Linked DNA regions of Mus musculus: region 1 is linked to region 2. The links are chromatin contacts, called in public Micro-C maps. All regions are on one chromosome and are shown on one strand. The core of a region is the stretch at or near the end of the contact, and the rest is flanking DNA. Distances in the headings are between cores, read along the strand shown.

The links. A called contact is a pair of places that touch in the nucleus more often than the background predicts.
Region 1: a contact with region 2 is called in a Micro-C map of granulosa cells, with 3 times the contacts expected there. The contact joins two enhancer-like sites. A contact is called at or near these places in 8 of 484 Hi-C or Micro-C datasets (the C2C12 cell line, cardiomyocytes, granulosa cells and 2 more) and 5 of 115 datasets of contacts at active chromatin or transcription factors (embryonic basal ganglia, embryonic forebrain, embryonic midbrain and 2 more).

What each region holds. Positions count from the first base shown.
Region 1 is chr4:76,439,345-76,442,303 of GRCm38.p6, reverse strand. The region is part of intron 10 of Ptprd (protein tyrosine phosphatase, receptor type, D); the gene reads left to right. Among named protein-coding and RNA genes, the nearest start is that of Gm42303, 10 kb to the left of the region's middle. Within about 2 kb of position 1,318, at least 23 of the 459 cell types and tissues checked have an H3K27ac peak or open chromatin away from gene starts, as enhancers often do. A contact at or near this core is called in granulosa cells, where this site is marked.
Region 2 is chr4:76,023,226-76,026,135 of GRCm38.p6, reverse strand. The region is part of intron 29 of Ptprd (protein tyrosine phosphatase, receptor type, D); the gene reads left to right. Among named protein-coding and RNA genes, the nearest start is that of Gm46893, 310 kb to the left of the region's middle. Within about 2 kb of position 1,500, at least 4 of the 459 cell types and tissues checked have an H3K27ac peak or open chromatin away from gene starts, as enhancers often do. A contact at or near this core is called in granulosa cells, where this site is marked.

The sequences.
Region 1 (2,959 bases), core at 69-2,568, 420 kb before region 2:
AGTGTTGTCTAACCAACTAATGCCCAACTCACTTACTCTGTCTTTTTCTTTGGATTGAATGGAACTAAGGATTTGAATTTGAGTTGTATTTAATTTAAATCATGAATGTAAAGAATAAATTCATCATAAGCCAAAGGTGCTCAGTCTCTGGGTTGCAACCCCCATAAAGGTCCCGTATCAGATTACCATATATATTGGATATTTACATGAACATTCATTATAGTAGCAGAATTACAGTGATTAAATAATTTTGTAATGGGGAGGGGCACCACAACATGAGGAACTGTATTCAACGGTCACAGAATTAGGGAGGTTGAGAACCACTGTAAATATATGCCTATGATGATAAGCTGGAGGTACAGGAGATATAGCTTAGTGGCAGCCTAAGTTATGTGGATGCCCTAGGCTGAGTCCCTTGAAAAAACTTGGGACTCTTGAGAAAGAATTCAGCATTCCTCTTTGGAGAAAACTTCCATTAGTATTGTTGATATTGATCACTAATGATAGTGATCACCGTGTTTTCGTGGTCATGTTAGTGGTAGTTGCTGTTAGTGGTAGTTGATAAAATGTACTGAGTACTTACTGCGGTGCTAGACATTCTGTTTGGTTCCTTCCTTTCAGTATTACATCTAATCCCTAAACTAATATTATGTATATTAAATGCTCATTAATTAGTATTTCTATGTTACAGTTTCAGAGGAAGAAAAACTGTTTAGGACTGAGCTCAAGATTGAGAGCTCAAGGTATTATGAGGGCCAGAATTATGTCAGGCAGTGTAAGCAACTAAACTATCTGTTTCACACTTAAGCTCCTCTTTCTTGTGTACAAAAAAAAAAGAAAACCAAAAAAACAAAAAAAAATCAAAAATCAAAACAAAAAAACAAAAGAACAAAACAGAACAAAAAACAAAAGTTAAAAAATATATCTCACACATGGCAAGCAAGTTCAGTTTCTTTGGCACACATTTATGAAAAATATAAGCATCTGTAGGGTCTCTCTGCCCATTCTGAAGAGTCTCTTCCTTATTCTACTGAGAAACACTCTTCCCTACAGGGGTTTGGGCAGTTGACCTTTGGCTGTTGTTGCTTTCCAGCTCTGCTATGTGGGGTTTCCAAGGCAGTGACGAGAGTTGGACTCAGTCCTGGATATGGTTAGGTGAAGGATCTGTACCAAAAATGATTTTAAAGTAATAAAACCTGGCACTTTCATACTACCCACTAGGAATCAAAAGCATTTTTATAAAGCGAAGTATAAATCAAGCAGGAATCTCCAAAGAGCAGCCTCCCTTCAAAGAGGTGGAGCTCTGCCAAGGGGGTGGCGCATACCTGCTCTGCTTGCTGGCAGCCAGCCTACTGCACGGTTATCTGGGAACTTTCGTCCGTTAGAATGGCTTCTAAAATATTTGCATTTACTGCTCTCTTGATAATTTTATTATCAATAACAGATGGGCAAGTTGATTATTTTTTTTCTCCATTTAACCTATTTTATAGGAGCTTATTAGGGACTGTTTTGGGGTAGGGAGTGGAATAATGTTTCAGATAACTATTTCTGACTAATTATGGTTTTCTAAAGAATAAAATTCAGGATGGTATATTTGTGTGATGCTTTGGATAATTATTTGTTTTCTTGACAGCAGGGCACCCTGAAGTTTTAAATCAGACATGGTACATAAAGTCACATGGAGAATGCTTTTCTTCTTTTATGAGCTTTTTTGTGTCTTAACATTTAAGTCCTTTGGGTCCAAGTTTCCAAAATGTTTCTCACAATGCAAACACTGGGTTATTTAGCCACAAACTTTTCTATAAATTAATCTATTAACCATAACCTCTAGGAAGGATGGGGCAGCACTATTTTCTTTGTGCTGAGAACGTATCCACATTTTGGTTCGTAATAAACGTCTTTACATAAAAATACTTAAAAAATACTTAGAAATTGAGAGTAGCAAATTTAACAAATCTCATATGCTTGCTTAGTTACTACTTTTAAGCAATGGTGGCCTAAATATATGTGAGTATGACTTTGTTTTCCAGGTGCAACCTGAAACTGATGAAATTTTTTTTAACAAATAAAAAAAAGTTTAGAAGAAAAACTGAGTTTAGCATTTGATTTTAAAGTCCATAATTTAGACTATTTTCTCTTGAATCTTCTCTGTTTATCTTGGTGGTACTGGAATAAGTACTAGCCTCTTTCTAGACTTCTTCTGTCTGCACAGTCCAGCATCCTTTCTTTGCTTGAGCTGCAGCTTCTTATGTGCCTTTGACTACCTTTGCTTTTTGGTTCTGTAGTCAGCTTGACCTTTAACAAACCCCAAGAAAATGCTTGTATTGATATTCAGAAACTATCACCTTGTGTGGGTAACATGTGCTGAGATTTTTTTCCCCCACAGTTATGTAGCACCTTTGTTGTTGTTTGAGACAGGCTCTCCTGTATCCCAGGCTGGTTTTTAACTGGCTCAGCAGCTGAGGATGGCGTTGACCTCTTGAGCCTCCCGCCTGTACCTCTTGAGTGCTAGAATTAAGGGAAGTGTCACTACACTTAATTTTTGTAGTTAATAAGTGATGTTTAAAAATAATTCTTATAATGAAAGTATGCAATCCCTGATTTCAAGCAACAGTTGTCTAAGCTGATTTGGATTGAACTTTCATTATTATCTAGAACATACTTGAATTTGGCTTCTGTTACCCCTGTTTGCAAACCTTGAAAAAATACTTAAACAAAGCCACCTGATTCTTGGTGTCCTTTCAAACCCTTTTGTCTTGCTCCCTTACCATCCACAGTCATTTCCTCTTTCCCCTTACTCATCTCGAAAGACACATATTATAGCTTTGCCAAAGTCTTTGCAGTTCCCAGTGTCCCTTTGGGACTTTTCTATAATCTTGAACAGTCTCTGTTCCCACTTGAATGCTCTCTCATTCATTTTCCAAGGCATACAGAAAAATCAGAGATGAGTTAGTTCACG
Region 2 (2,910 bases), core at 251-2,750:
TATAGTTAATGAGCGGTGACATGCTGCCTCCCTTTGAATTCAGAGAAGCTAGGGTGCTGTCGCTGGGAAGGTGGGAATTTACCCCCCTTCTCCAAGGAATTAATTGATGTCCTTGTCATCAGGAGAATAAAATTTTCAGACTAATTGTTGGTAATGGTGGATGTTATTGTGCAAGTGGGGCATTGATTTCCTTGTTTCTTTCTTTTCTCTTCTTGCAGTATTGATCCTTGTCACAGCTCAGAAATTCTGCAATAACCTTATAAATAAATGAATGCATGAATGAATAAATAAATAAATAAATAAATAAACCCTGCACATCTAGGGGTTTTATTGCAGGGGCACATAGATTCCAAAGTGGAGTTGTGGTTGAGGATTCTGGGATCGTTTAGTCGAGTCTGTCCCTGGCATTTTGCTAGATGGATGCCTTTACAGATCCTTTTAGTGATGATGCTGAGTTAACTTTCATATTTTCTATCATGTGACAGATGATGTTTTCTGAGTAGACACTCTAGATAAAGGAAAATATTTCTGAGGAAAATACAGTGTATTATAGTAGATCTTAAAATTGTGCTAACTTCTCTTGCCTTTTTTATGGGAATCCAGATTGGAAACTGAATGAGTAATTTGGTGTTTCATCAAAAAATTCTGATTTAACATGTGATTTTTTTAATTCTAAAATATTTATTAAATATATTTTATATGTATGAGTATGTGCACCTCCAGAGTGCAAGTGTCCGCAGAGGGCAGAAGAAGGTACTAAATACTGCACAGTAGGTGGTTATGAGTCACACTGTAGGTGCTAGAACTAAAACTAGATCCTCTACAAGAATAAGTACTCTTAACAACTGATACTGCTCTCTAGCCCCAAAGTAGGGAATTTTTATTAGTAGAAAGAACATAGGCCGGGCGTGGTGGCGCACGCCTTTAATCCCAGCACTTGGGAGGCAGAGGCAGGTGGATTTCTGAGTTCGAGGCCAGCCTGGTCTACAGAGTGAGTTCCAAGACAGCCAGGACTATACAGAGAAACCCTGTCTTGAAAAACAAACAAACAAACAAACAAATGAAAGAGAGAGAGAGAGAGAGAGAGAGAGAGAGAGAAAGAAAGAAAGAAAGAAAGAAAGAAAGAAAGAAAGAAAGAGAGAAAGAACATGAATCAATGAAGTTGTAAGTAAATACTGAATTTGTTTGACATATTTTATATATTCCTGTTTGTTTGTTTCTTTGTTTGTTTGTTTGTTTTGAGACAAGGTATTACTGTGTACCCCAAGCTGCCCTTGAACCAGTTGCTCTCCCCGCTGTTGGATAGGAAGATTGTCTCTTGCTCGATCCAAAACCTCACCATTATCTTTCACAGGCCAGCAACTTCAGTCTCATTCTCCCTCCGGTTTTATTATTAAAACATTTGGATGAAAAGAACACTGTGTTTCCCTAAGACTTCATCTGTCCTTCGTATCAGTTGCTTTTGAAAGAGTTACAGCCTTCCTGGCTTTGCTCCATAATAATTGCCACAGCAACTACCTTCAGTGCCACAGAGCAAGGATTCAAATTGTTGTTAGTCATAGACCAACTCTGGGGCATACAGCTGCTCATTTTTTTTTCACATATCACACACAAGAAGAAAGACCAATTTGAAAATTATTATGTATTTTGTAAATAATCGTAAAAGCATTACCGCCTGCTTTATTAGAGGCCTTTGTGCTTTGTAAGCTAAACACAGCTGATCTCCGGTGGCTACCATTGACTGGCTTCTTCAGATGTGCCAGGAACTTTGTAAGACTCTGGAGTCGAAGATAAATAATGCACACAATCCCACCCCTGAATTCAGTGTCTAATGGCATCTTTATGATTTTGTTTTTCTTTTCATTTTTTTCACTCATGCTTTAGCACTACAACAATAACTAGATTTTGCTAGGTTTCCAATACAATGCAGCTCTGAGTTTTACTTTGATGTAATTAGACTTGGACTTAGTTTATTATATTTCTTATATTCACTGGTGTGGGGTGATGGTTTGTTTTTTTCCCCGACATTCAGGAAGCTCAGAGGTTCAGTGCAGTTAGAGTGGGAACAAAAGTCTCACAGCTGTAATTCAATGTCTGTATTTGCTAATTCCACAGACAGAAAAATACGTTCTTCAGACGTCTACGCTTTTGGAGCCGTCTCAGAGAAATTCATTTTCTCCCCTCATGTTCTGTTACTTGAGTGTATGTAAAATGAGATTAGGGGCGAGCATTTGTTCTTTATTGTGTTTCGCTGGCAGAATTGCTGCTGTTCTGTAGGCTGCGGGAGCGGTTAAGAACCATAGCATTGTATGCTACAATTTCAACCAAATTTCCCCAGCTGGATGAAATAGAGGACTGCAGAGAGAAATGTAGAAACTTCCAGTATCATACAGATTCTTTTATGTTCTATCCACTCTCAAAATTATTGAGTAAGGTGTTCTGCTTGTTTTTAATATCTATCTTGGAATAGGGGAATCTTTCAGAGCATACCATCTTTATTCGTTTCTTTGCCCATATCGCTATTTATAAGAAAGGTTAGCTCCCTTGAATTTTGTTTGCTAGCCTGCTGTATTTTCAACATGCATCTTCAATTTAGACTTAGCCATAGTCAGTACAATAAAATCAGACTATACTAATCTAAATATGTTTAAAAACATATGTTTGAAGTAAAGTGAGATTTTTTTTCAGAATAAAATTGCCATTTGCTTTTAGTTATTCACATGATAATTGGAATTTTTATTTTGTAAAAGGAATTCATTTTGCAATGACATTAAGATGATTAAACAGACATATATACATTTTCTAGGAAGTTTATGACTATTCGGATATGTCCACCTTTGGATCAGAAAAGAAGTGTTTTAATCATTTATCTTTTCTTGGCCTTGTTCCCTTTGTACAAATTTTAGAGAC